2 separate regions of the Zea mays genome follow, and region 1 is linked to region 2. A link is a contact called in public Hi-C data. All regions are on one chromosome and are shown on one strand. The core of a region is the stretch at or near the end of the contact, and the rest is flanking DNA. Distances in the headings are between cores, read along the strand shown.

Region 1 (6,871 bases), core at 1,049-3,548, 310 kb after region 2:
GACAAGGCAGTAATTACGAATCGTGTTACTTTGGGAGATTTATTAGCTAAGCAGATTAATGTTTTACCTACCATAGCTAATTCATTACCTTATAGTGGTACATACTAAGATGTCCATATATAATATCTCAATCAATCAAAGAAGCAAATCAGACATTTTTCATCAGAATCAAACAACATTTTTAATATAGAAAATAGTTTTGATTTGGTCTTAGGCCTCCTATCTCTTAAAAATGTCATGGGGGTAGGGATTCCAAGGTGTGAAATCCATCTTGATTCAGAGTAGAAAAGGTAAGAATGATCAGAGTAGAACGGTAGAAGGTGAGACAAGATCAAGATAAGTGTAGAAAGAATCAGAGTAAGGTAAGTATAGAATGAATCAGAATGAGGTAAGTAGGTAAGGGTTTTGTCCATTTCTATCTAGGTTTCGTCCTACAGTCAACATTTCCTCTGATACCACTTCTGTCACACCTGGCTTTAAGGAACAAAGCCAGGTGCATCTCATACATGCGCCAAGAAGACAACATATATAATAACAGAGTGTATAGAGTTAAATGTCATAAAACATCAGAGTATTTATTACATAGCGGAAGACTTATTACAAAATAAAAGAATAAACATAAAACGAACTAAGGATCGTTGGCGCCGATGTCAACTGAGAAACGCCACCTAGATCAGATCATACTCCTCGCCTTGTGGCTCCTCCTGAACCACCTGTTCTTCTCCTGTGGGGGGTGTGAGACAGCAAGGGTGAGCTCACACATGATCATAGCTCAACAAGTTGTGGGGAACCAGTGGACATAAACTCACAAAGGTGTGAGTTCATGTGATGTGTAAGGCTAATCAATGATAGGGGTTAAAGCTGAGCATTGCTTTTAAGTAGTTGGTCAAAATTTTATTAGCAGTTACTAAGTGTAAGTAAATACCAAACCATAAGTAAAGTAATAGAACAAAATTAATAACAACCCATGCAATGCAAATGACAAAATTGAATTTAAGTTCCATAATTTAATCATGTGAGTGTCCGAGCCGCTCATGACCGTGAGCACGGCTAGTATACCAGTTTTACACTCTACAGAGGTTGCGCATCTTTACCCACAAGTCGTGTTACCCATTTGCCACGGAGTTGATCAGACCCCATACACCTCTACCAACGAAGCGAGGCAGGGTACCACTACGAGGCCTTTACAAAGTTCCACTAGCTTCAGACTACCCACTACAGTTTATAGGAAGGTCCAGTGCAGGAATCCCTCGCCCGACCGCCATCGCAACAAAATCAACCCAAGGACCTCCCTACACTGACCACTCCCCTACTGCCCTTGCCCCTTTCGGGTAAGGTAGCCCTCCACTAGCTTTCCTAGTTAATCAGCCAAGGGCGTCCCATTAAACCCTTGTGGTAGCACTATTTTCCCGGGTGGTTCTCCATGTTCCCATTAACATAATGATCTTATCATGAACATAAAATAATGAACAGATAACAAAAAGTGTAATCATGAGTGATAAATAGCTCTATACCCAAATCCACATAAAGCAATAGCATGTACTACCCAAAACTTTAGTAGTAAAACCAGTGGTGAAACAAGGTATAAAGATAGTCAAATCTAAGGTATCCTATTGGGTCCCATCAAAATTAACCTATGCAGATCATTATGAATAATGAGAACATGAATGGGTAAAAGAAGTGATCAAGGGCACAACTTGCCTTCAACGAGCTCCTACTTAGCAGTCTCTACCAGCTAAACCTCAGATTCCACAGTGGCTTGCTCGTCTACTCGCATCAACACAATACATACATAGCATAGCATAAATTAACATCACATCAAACATGCAAATAGAATATACAGTAATAAACTAGACATTAAAATAAGATCACAGGAACTGGAATCATTAAATTTGGAGGTATAGATTTTAAGTTATGGATTTTCTAATGTTTTATGTGCTTAATACAAGGTTAAGTGCTAGATAAATTTTAAATCATCTTTCATGTTAAAACAGAGACACTAATGGTTAGACAATAATATTATAAAAATTTAGGAACTGGAATGGACCAAATTGGAGTTCATATGAATTTTCTACAATTTAAACAAGTTCTAGCATTTATTTATGCATTAAAAACTAATTTCTGTTTTATTTTCTATGGTTTTACTGTTGTCTGGACTGGGCACAATAATACCGGAAAGAGCAGGGACGACCCCGCAAGAATCCCGAGACACCGCCCACAGTGCGTGGGACGGCGGGTTGATACCTAAATATTTTGGGGGCCTATATGCAAGTCTACACTAGCGAAGGGGTATCACGAGGTGTCGGCCGCTCGATCCACTACAGACGGCACAGATTAGAAGTTTTCAATAGTAAATCGGTATGAAGCTACGATCGTCTGATATTAATCCGAGGGTCAAGATTTTATGAAGTGAGATTAAACCACACCCGCACGATCGATTATCAACGCTCAAGATCATTTCTCCCTGAACCGGTAACCTAGGTCTAATCAAGGCCATCGAATCCGGATCCGACGGCACACAGCCCCGTTCCGACTACGGACGAGCATGGTGGCGGCGACGCCCAGCGCGCACGGCAAAGGCTCGCCGGAGAAATCCAAACGCGCTCTCGGGTTGTCCATTACCCATCCTGACTAGTGCAAAACGAAGCCAATAGAACCACAAGGGTATACACGGTGATTTTACCGTCGATTAGGCTCCGAGGAAGTTCGTCCTCGCTGCGCGGTGGCTCGGCCGTGAGAGCCGAAGTCCGGCGGGCGATTTCACCCACACCAGACGATGTCTGCGCCCGATGAACCGCGTCTGCCCGATCCTTGCACGATGGTGAGCCCTCACGACCCTTCTCCGACCACCGACCGTCAGCGGAGGTGGGGAGTCGAGTGCGGCGGCCGCCAGAGTTCTCTCCTCTCTCGCTTCTCTCCGATCTGGTTACGAGGCGCCGAGGTGGATAGAGGAAGAAAAAAATGAAGATAGGATGCCCCATTTATCCCCCGACGACGCGCAGATAGGTTGGTCAAGGAGATCCGTGATGGTCGCCGGAGTTCTCGCACACGCCGCGGATCCGTCTGTTTCGGTCCCCGCTCGTTACGGAGGTAGGAGACAACTGCCAAGTGGGCCCGAAGAGCCAGCGACAGAGGCGAAGAGAGCGGCACGGGCGAGAAATAGCTGGCGGCTGACAGCCGGGCCCCACGCGCAAGTGAGATCCGCCATGGCGACGTTGGGCTGGCGGGGAGAGCATGTGTAGTGGGCCGAATTGGTTAGGAGCCGGCCCAAACAGCATTTTTGACCTTTTTCTTTTTATTTTCCCACCTTCTTTTCTTCATTTTCAATTTCAAACTCATTTAAAATTTAAATTCCATTCTTGTGGCCATTTTATACTTAGGTTTATATTGTGCCAAAAATACTGACTTTGAAGATACATATTATATATATATATATATATATATATATATATATATATATATATATATATATATATATATATATATAAATATATATAAATTTATATATTCTTTCTCTTTCTTCTCCTTTTCTATGTTATGTTCCAAATTCCTAAGTGTAACTTAGGTCAACTTTAAATTTGGATAATAATACATTTTTATTAATATTGCTGGTATTAAATGCACAGACAAATAAATCCAACATGATGCATAGGTTGTTTAGGTGTCTTTTGTTAATTGTTTATTTGTTTAAGTGAGGTTTTCACATGTGATGATAAGTAGATACAATATACACATATACATAAAGGAAATATTTTTTCTTTTATATAATCTCTTACAAATTGGGTATTACACTCACGGGCTACAGCCACATTTCCAGCTGTAGCATAAGCGAACGGCGGGACGAACGTGGTTGTGTCCCACAGCACAGCCCAACTCGCGCGTTCTTGTCTGCCCAGCTCACGCCCCGTGCTGGCCCAGCCCAGCTCCAGCTCCCGCAGGTGCCGCCCTTGTTCGCGCCCTGCGCCCCTGCGCGGGTATCGGTGCGTTCCGGACATAGAAAAAAGCTGAAAATAACTTTTTTTTATGAATCAAAGAAGAAAATAGTAAAGGTAAGAAAAAGGAAACATTACAAGTAAAAATAGTGTGCAGGGTGTATCGAACACAAACCTTTGGCCTAATGAAATCATTCTCAACGACCACACCAGATAAATATTTTATCTAATAGAAAATATACTATGAAATTGCATCATACCGTTTAAAACAAAGGAAAACACATTCCACCCTCGCAAGAATAATGTTATACTAAAATATACTCGCTCCATTCCAATTTCAAACTAATAATATGAAAAGATTAAATAAAATAAATAAACAATAGAGTAAAAATAAAAGAATTAAATAATATGAATATAAATAACAAATAAATTAAACAAATGGAAAACAAGTTAACGAAAGACCGAATAAAACATAAGAGAAGGCAAAAGTAAAAAAAAAGGAAAAACATGTAAAAAAGGAAAATAAAAAATAATAATATCGTATGATACTACTTGAACAACCTAAAATATATCTCAGAACATCTCGTGAGTATTATGTGAACACTGGAACATAACCATGGAACATCTCATTTATACTATATGAAAATCCAAAAAAAATATTAGAGTAAATAAAAAGGAAATCTCTACTAACTATTAAGGGGGCAGTGTAGACTGCCCCGCTCCCACATGCCCACGCGCCAGCGAAATCCCCGCTCCCCTACGCCCGCGCAACTGCCTCCCGCGCGTGCCGCCGACGTCGCTTCCGCAACGGCCTCCCGAACGCCCGCCGTCCTGTCGCGGGCAGTGGTCTCCTATTCAGTTGACGCGGAGGGGTCAAGCACAACATCCAGCTCTATTCCCGACGAAGACTGACTGCGGCGGCGGCTCCCACCTCCCTCGGGTACGCGCCGTCCGAGCCTCACCATCTTCGCTGCCGCAGCGCCTCCTCCTCGTCGCCCGCAGTTCCGTCGCGCCATACTGCGCCTTCCCCCACATCAACGACGCCGGATCCAACGCCTTCCCCCACCTCTGTGTCGTCGGCTCCGACACCTTCCACCGCACCGACGCTGGCTGGTCCTCGGCGGCAACAGTGCGGGTGGCGTGGACCGCGGCATGTGCGCGGGGACGGACGGATGCGGCACCTCCCTCGTGGGCATAGCTGGCAAGTTCTTGCCGGGTTTTGTTTCCCCCTGTTCTGGCCCACCGGTCAGCTGCTCGTACGTTTCGTTTGGTTTTTCTGACGAGGGTGACGACGATGCACGCAGTTTCAGTAACTATGCGCCGGCGGCCACAAGTTGGAACAAAACCTGCTGCGTTTACTACTGTACTCGTAACCTCAAATCAGCCTGTAAACTGCACCTAATCAGATTAACAAAACAAATTTATTGATGGTTCTTGTCATCTCTGCTTTGGGCTCGCCGCATGGTGGCCAGAATGTTTAAGAATTTTTTTCTAACTACATGTGACTGGTGCTTTGTGCTACAGCAAATTAGTTAATTTTATTTTATTTTTTCACATGGTTCACTGCTACTAACATGGTTTTATTTTATTTTTTCCTGCAAAATAGCTGTAGATGGGTCAAAGGAAATTATAACGTTCGAAATGCATATGACATCTTGCCCTCACACAACACCGTAATCCATTTCAAGATCCAAATCAGAAATGAGAACTTATTAAAATTGATTGACGGTACGAAAATGTATGTCTATTCCCATATATTGTACTAAAAAACTTTGAAGAATCACGTCTGGGGGGTAAATTATATTTACTCAATGCAACTATATACGCACAGCTACTTTCTACTCATTATATGTATCATGATGTAGGTGCATATCACGTAGCAAAAAGGGATGAATGATGCTCCATATCCTTCAGTAAAAATATTGCTTTTATACACGGTTCTTTATTTGTTCCTACATGCACCGGTGTTTCTATTATATAGTGATCTGTTGATGCACTCTCCTTAATCAGATTTGGGTTTAAATTTTGTCGTATATTATATATATCGTTGCAACGCACATGCTAACTATCACAAAATTTATGTATGGCTATGATTATAAATAAATTACAAAACATTTTCTTCTAACAATATAACACACATTTATCATGATATTATATACCCCGTTGCAACGCACGGGCACTCATCTAGTAGAAGTATAAGCAAGGATTAAGGAAAAGGGAAAAAAGATCCATCCTACCTATAGTACTAGTACCTGATCGCGGAAACATTGGCGCAGCCCCTAGCGATGCTTCGTTGAGTCCGTCAATGCCTCAATGGGCTGGAGTGCTGGACCGATGTTGAGACGAGACCCAAGAGAAAGCATGGTCGGGCTCGGCCGGAGGCTGCTGTCCGACCGGCCTGACTAGATTGTTGAGAAACCCTAATGAAGGGTTATGTGGGCAATTACCGAATATAGCCGTGAGGGCTATCGCGTCTCTATATATAGAACCTGTACCCCTCATATGGAACATATATCAGAAAGAGGCCAGAGGCCCAACCCTATATCCAGTGTCTCGTGTGTTTCCTCTATTGCTTATGGGAAGGAAGACGGGTTCTCTACATCTTCTTATGCCTCTACTGCTGATGGGAGGGAAGGGAGCGGATCTGGTGATCCGTGGTAACGTAGTTCTCAACACGTTATCAACACGCTCTACCTCAACGTTGCTGCGAGATCAGATCTGCATCAATTCTCCGTCAAACCGGCAGGTCTTTGGCCTAGCCGAACTGTCCTACGCGACAGGCTTCGATTCTCCCTCTACGCAATCGAGCGGTATGTTTTTTTTGATTCGCTGGTGTGATCTATGCGCCACAAACTTGTTGTCTCCGTCGTGGTGTTGCGTCCGTGCTCGAAACGTTGTACCCGTGGCAGCTAGCTCTCACCGGAAGATGAGATCGAATC
Region 2 (7,097 bases), core at 1,003-3,502:
CTTCTTTATGTCTTACAACTGTTAGATATGTATTAGACGAAATCAACCTCTCATGTTCTTATACTCATATGAGTTCGATAAATACTTTATCCGTCTTAGTTTTTAACACGTAACCACTTTTAGTTCGAAGACCAAAAATTGTATGTAATTCTCTATATACTATTGCATCGACATATGCATGTCTAAAAAGAAAATACACCTTATATTATGACATTAGAATAAATATATAGTGGTTATTCCTTATATTAGGAGGACAGAGGGAGAACATATCCAAGGCACACTATGGAGTTCATGATCGAAACACATGATGACTGGGTGTGTTTGTTGGTTAATTAAATAAAAGAAGAAATTTCCTTTCTTCAAATTTTGATCTGTCCCTTTCACTCCTGTCCATGTAACTGTCTGCCACTCCACTGAGACACAAGGATAAGGATAAGAGGTATTACCGTTTTAAATGATGGATTAAATACTTTCTCTGTTCTTTTTTATTTGTCGCGGTTTAGTTAAAAATGAACTAGCATACGATAAATATTGGAGAACGGAAGTAGTATAATTTATGGCTTTGTCATTGTCGAACTCAAGGCCGCACCAATATGATTGAACTACGGTAAAGTGTTCAATTTCAAGATATATTAGAGCCAATGACAGAAATTATATATTCTCAAGGAAAATATTTGCTAATAACAACAACGACGACAACAACAACAACAATAATAATAATAAAAGGATGTCATAAAATTACTTGTTGAAGCTCCTCCTATTAAGCAGCTAGTACATTTGCGTAGATTTACTCTCCCTATTCATCATCTATACTCTCTCATCAAGCTGTAACATAATTCTCGCTATATCTATGTTCGAACACCTTAATATAAAAAAATTACAGTAGCAGCCCCCTCCTGATTTCCAAAAAAAGACATAATTGTTAAAACGAGAAAAGAAAAAACTCGCGAATACTCCATAGTATTTTGCGTACGTACGTTCGTCCAGTTCAGCCAACGACGAGGAGGTAGGGTTCAATATCATGACCCGATTATTATCCCATCGTGGCACATATAGCCTTGTCCTTGATGACTAATTCGAGATGCAATTCTAATTCTCACCGTGTATATAATCGACTAGGTAACACAGAAAACAAGCCTTTTTTCTTTGTCGATTAATCGCACTGGTCTGGACTCTGGACCGTTGCTTTTTGGTGACGTGCAGTTGTGCACCCATATCACAAAACAGCGTGTAAATAGGCAACCTCGAAGTTCGAATCGACACCTCACACGTCACACCAGAAGGGACGCAAGAAAAGAAACAAAATTATACTATTATTGCAATAGATCCAGCGTCCAAAAAAAAGGAGAGGTTAGCTATAGACTTAGCTAATAACTTTGCTGATCTAGCCCCTCCGCCGAATTCCAAAACCACATGATAGTAGTAGGCTCAATGTCATACAGATACAGTGGAAAGGAGGCACATTCACCGGCCACAGCTAACCCGACAACCGGGCCCCCTGCTGTCTTCCTTTGCCGCGCGCCTCTAATAATCTCGTACGTACGACCAAATTAAAACGCGAATCAACAATCTCTTCCCCGTACGTAACCAAAGCTGCCGAAATGTCCCCTCGCTGATTTTTAATTTGGCTCAATTTAACTACGGACGACGCCAAGGACGGCGTACAGCGTGCAGCAACAATGAGGCGCAGCCCAGCGCAGCGAGCCAGCGTGCGACGCACATGCAATGAAGCCTCTACAGCTCCGCTCCCAAAAGGTACGCGCGCTTGTTGTCTCCACGGACACACATGCTGGAGCCTGGACCTGGAGAGAGATGCATGCAAAAACCACACAGCATCCATCGGTCTGTAATCGACCGTCTCTCCCACAGATTCACCTCACGCGCCGCTGGTGCTGCGTGAAAGGACCAGGACCAAGACCAAGACGCCGTGCACACACACCGCCCGCTTTGGACCCTTCCCATGTGTCACGCATGAGGGTGACTCATGGCCACCTTTTGGTTGCACTGCGTGGCATGTTCATGTGTGTACCTGTACAGCTCCTCAAGATTCCCAGTCATGATCATGATACGAGCGACAGATCAAGGGGCCGGGGATTTAACAAAAGAGAGAGAGAGAGAGAAAAAAAAAACCCACCCGGCAGACTGCGCTTAGCCCTTGCGTTCTCCCCGTTCTGGCCTCGCCGCGCCCGGTCCTCTCCTCTTCTATATATAGCGTCCCGGGTCTCACGGCATTTGCCTCACACAACCAAGCTCGATCGATCTCACTCTCAGCTGGTCGCTCACTCTTGCAGCTCCACCCTTCACTCAGTCTTAGGCTCTTAGCTCTAGGCTCTAGCTAGCCGCGCCACTCCTTCGTGTAGCCATCAGCCTTCTCATCGCCACCAATGGCCACTGCCGAGGTAGCTCGATCGATCGATCTTAGTCTTCGATTCATATATACATACATGTGTTGATGTGCACGGATCGTTTGGATCCGAATAATACCTATATATATGAATAATGGTCTCTGTCTCATCGATGATCCGTCGGGTCGATCGCTCATCTTCGATGAGACGTACAGCGATGGACGTGCGGATCCTATCCTATGTTAACAAATGGAGGACGCTACTATTAAGTGTGGCGCTAAGATGTAGGAGTATATGCTTTGATTTTTACGCGCCGTTCACGTGTGCAGGTCCAGACCCCGACCGTCGTGGCGGCCGAGGAAGCGCCCGTGGTGGAGACCCCGCCGCCGGCCGTCGTGCCCGAGGAGTCTGCCCCCGCCGAGGCCGAGGCCGAGGCCGAGGCTGAGGCTGCTGCTCCTGCTGATCCCGAGGAGCTTCCCGCGGCCGAGCAGCAGGCAGCCGCCGAGCCCGAGGCCGCTGCTCCTGCTGGTGCCGAGGAGCCCGCGGCGGCCGATCCGGCCGCCGAGGCTGAGGCTGCTGCTCCTGCTGGTCCCGAGGAGACTCCCGCGGCCGAGCAGGAGGCAGCCGCCGAGGAGGAGGCTGCTGCTGCTCCTCCTGCTGGTGCCGAGGAGCCCGCCGCGGCCGAGCCGGTCGCCGAGGCAGAGGCTGCTGCTCCCGAGGAGCTCGCCGCGGACGAGCCGGAGGCTCCTGCTCCTGCTGGTCCCCAGGAGCCGGCCGCCGAGGCGGAGGAGGTTGCTGCTCCTGAGGAGCCCGAGAAGGCCAGCGAGTGAGGCCGTGCGCACGCAGCGGCGGCGGCCAGGGCCCAGGGGATCGGCGTGCGCGCGTGGCGGGGTAGTCGCTCGCGCGCGTACATGGCAGTATGACACGGGATTTTGCTGTTCAGTACGCTACGGTTATTACTGGCGTCTCTCTCTGTGTGTGTGTGTGTCTCGTACGTAGCCCGGTACGTAGCTAGCAGTGACTGTCGCGTGGACGTGTCCGGTGCGGGCTGCGAGTGACGTGGGCTAAATAAAGTGTGCGTCGGGTGGTAATGGTGGTGGGGCCCGGTGTCAGTGGCGCGGTGCCCCATGCCTGCCGCTGCTGCAGCTTGTTGTGTCTTGTGTTGGTTGGTTCCTGTTCTTTCTGTCTATCTATTCTCATGCATGGCAGTTTGGGTATGGTATGGGTCGTCTTCTTTGGTTACGTTCCCTGCATTCTGTTTGTGTCATTGTGTGATGATACGATCTTCTTTATATAATAATAGAGCCAGTCGTTCATCAGCAAACCTGCAAAGCTTTGTGTAAACTGTAAAGTGGAGCAGCCAGCGTTGCAGAACGCCGGATCCACCCTAGGTCTAGGACTAGGAGCAGCTCGGTCCTACACAAACATTCCAACATGTCGTCAAGCCGGGTCATTGGTCTCAACGGCGCATCTATAGGATAGGACGCTCATGCGACTATTACGTGGTCCGCCGGAGCTAGTGACCAGTGAGCCTGTTCTGTCAATGGTCTCCATCACCTGGCACCGGCAGCCGATTCGGTGCCGACTTGCTATCTTTGCCGACGGTCTCGGGTAGGCTCGCTCGGTCATGGCCCATGGCGATTCGCTAAGGACATACTACTCCATGACGGTCCATGACAGCATGTCAGTCAGTAACGTGCTTCCTGTCCTGCGGCTGCGGCTGCGGTTCGCGCAAAGCATCCCGGAGGTCCGGAGCGAAGAGGAGAGGTGTCCAACGCACCAGCGTGCGTTCAGTTCAACTGGACACGCTCACACACATGTCTGATTCCAGGCCCCAAACTAGATGGTTGTGATTCAGAATTCCGGAACACAATCAAGATACGGTTGTGGTTCAGAATTTCAGTTCCAGATGCCCAGCGCAGGGCAGGGAAGCATTGGCCCGTCCATTCATCAGAAAACAACTGCCATTGCCATGGTTCACATGAGCTTCAGTCCCTAGCAAAACACGTTCGAGAATCGGCTGGAAACTGGTAGAATGCTTCTACAAGAGAGCTTACAAATGTATGCCAGCTTTATAAAATGAAAACTAGAGGAAAAAAATATCGATGGCGTGCTTTGGCTCGGTAACGGATCAACTAGAATAGCCCACCAGCCGTTCACTGGTAATCGGAGTGTCAGATCAGCACTCAGCAGCCAGCTCAATGCAGCTACATGCACGTGTGATTACGTTACTGCCACCGGCTGGACCACACACCGTCACACCCCTTTAGGACTTGTTTGAATGCTCTCGTATTCACCTAAATCCATGTGTATTGAGATAGATTGAGGACTTGTTCGGTTATTCCTATCCCCATGTGAATTTAATGAGATTGGAAAAAATTATGAAAGATTTTGATTTGTTTGGGATTGAAACTCATCTAATCTCACCCAATCCATATGGATTGAGAGCAAAACGAACAGGCCCTGAAGTGTAACTTAAACTAAATTACACCCTAATCCAATTCAGTGCATGTGGATTGGGGCTGGGGTGAATACTAGAATATCCAAACAATGGTTTAGAAAACAAAGGAACCCGCTTCCTATCAATTCGAGGGATCAATAAACCTGCTTCCTATCCATTCCTTTTGCATTAGATTAATTAAATGAAAGTGTCGGAACACTAACCCACGATACGTACAAAAGGAAAAGAAAGACAACATATTACCTCCTCAAGCTCTAGGAACGGACTCAACGAGACGCTAAGGTGTCACTAGCCTACCATATGTACAGTATATACCGGGTTCAGAATCAATCCAGAACAGCAGCAACTACCATGCACCGAAGCTGCAGCTCACATGCTCTTGCGTGATCTTCTGCAGCTGGTTTTCCATCATTTTCATAGATGTATAGGGAGGGAGGCAGAGCCGGTAGAAGCAGGTCTGCGACGACGGGAGCCGGTCAGGTGAATCGGACGTCTTGTATATGTAAAGCTTGGAGCTCAGCCCACAGAAGCCGTCCGATGGTAAATACTTCACTGAGGTCCAGAAGAAGAGGAGCTGCCTCTGTCTCTCGATCGACATGCGCTCAACAGCCTGCAGTGTCGACAGGTAAGTATTCAAGCGTGCACAGAACTGATTGCCAATACATAAATGGAGCTTCTGTATAGGAAAGATAAATATTTCAGCAGGATCTCTAAACTGAGATGCATGCAAGGTAAAAGGGGACATATTTTGTTTGATATGTGTTTCAAACAATATTAAAGCAGCGCAATATATTGCCGCTTTTCGTCCAATATATAGACTCTGGTCCATATCAGGTAAGAACACAAGGTACTGGCTCCTGTTGATGGAAGCTCCAACCAAGATGAATCCACAATAACTAGACAAAAGTTGTTTCGTCTTTCTCATCTCACTAATAGAAGAATCAACAAGGATCGTATCAGGCAACAAAACTAAAGTTCCAAAATGAATTAAGAACAGTGGTCGTTTGTTTGCTCCAGACTTCCAGAACACCAGAAAGATAGTACAAATCATGTACTAAACATGCACAGCCATGGGCTAATGGTAGAGTGCAAGAATCTAATTGGGTTCAAGTACCCACTGTCTCACTCTAGCACTCTCAAAATTGAAGACACCTTATTGTTCCTCCCGTTTACTCATGCATTAAGACAAAATTAAGAAAAACAGCCCACATAACAATCAGTTTAAAGACTTTCTAAAGGATCTCATCACAATGATGTGCCCACTACAAAAAACTCGGCCGGGCAGGGAAAGATCGCTCTCCCGGTATTATATTAAGAAGAGACCGAAACAATGGTTCCGGCCAAAAAAAATCCCCTAACCCTGGCCCTCCATCACTAACGGACCGGCGTCAACCGTCCACTCTGCAACGGCCCAACCGGAGGGTGGCGCACAGAACATCGTAACCCGAGACCGGATGGGGGTACAACAAGGGGATTTTTTTTAACCAAGCCTGAAAATTCGCCCCCGAGAGGAATCCTTGGAGGTGCTACTCGGAAGTCCTTAACCATTAGGCTAGAGGCCCTTTCGCGATGTGCCCACTACAAAATGCTGAGGGCAATGGAATCAAAATCCTTAAACAGTAGGTTTAGCCAACCAACGCATCTCATCATGAGATCAATTAAACATAACATGACACTGAAGTTCAACCTTAATAGAAATTTGATCAGATATAACTGTCACTTCAAGAATCCACACACACAAACAAGACACTGTTTCACTTCCGTTACACACACAGGTTTTTGGCTCCATTCACACGCTGCAAGTTCATTATATTTTGAGGTTGTGATAACAAAGACAGCAAAAAAATGGCCACATGAAACATACACCAAGACATAATAGCTGTAACATGTGTTGGAAGATACAACTATATATATAACAAACTAAATTCATGAACAGCTATGAGGACACACTAGAGGCGAAACAAAAGGTCAACCTGGAAAGAGCGTAGTGAACAAAATACCATTCTGAGATTGGAAATGGAGCTTCTACCCTGGAGTGATCGATGGTTGGATGGGCAGCGGATTGGGGATATCGCTCCCCGACTTATTGAGACCATTCCTATGAAGCTGATTAACAAAAGGACAGTTCAGGAGGCGATTGAGGTTAATGGCTGGATTAATGATATTCCTGTGAGTTTATCTGTTGGTGCACTTGCAGACTTCCTGCGTATTTGGGATTTGGTGGCACATGTTGATCTGGACCCCCATAAGGAGGACAAACATATTTTTCGGTTGGCTGCTAATGGCAAATA

The links. Hi-C and Micro-C count contacts between places; a contact is called where the count stands out from the background.
Region 1: a Hi-C map of leaf shows a contact between it and region 2, with 4 times the contacts expected there. The contact joins the enhancer-like site here to the promoter of LOC100304023 in region 2. A contact is called at or near these places in 3 of 25 Hi-C or Micro-C datasets (ear and leaf).

What each region holds. Positions count from the first base shown.
Region 1 is chr7:137,835,818-137,842,688 of Zm-B73-REFERENCE-NAM-5.0, forward strand. No RefSeq gene overlaps it. Among protein-coding and RNA genes, the nearest start is that of LOC100383391, 37 kb to the right of the region's middle. Within about 2 kb of position 2,299, at least 18 of the 20 cell types and tissues checked have an H3K27ac peak or open chromatin away from gene starts, as enhancers often do. A contact at or near this core is called in ear and leaf, where this site is marked.
Region 2 is chr7:137,530,129-137,537,225 of Zm-B73-REFERENCE-NAM-5.0, forward strand. LOC100304023 reads left to right here and starts at 2,253. Exons shown (of 2, transcript NM_001372410.1): 1 at 2,253-2,399; 2 at 2,675-3,664. The coding sequence starts at 2,385. The coding sequence ends at 3,175. It overlaps LOC100279774, which reads right to left. Exons shown (of 3, transcript NM_001152732.1): 3 at 4,952-5,416. The coding sequence ends at 5,153.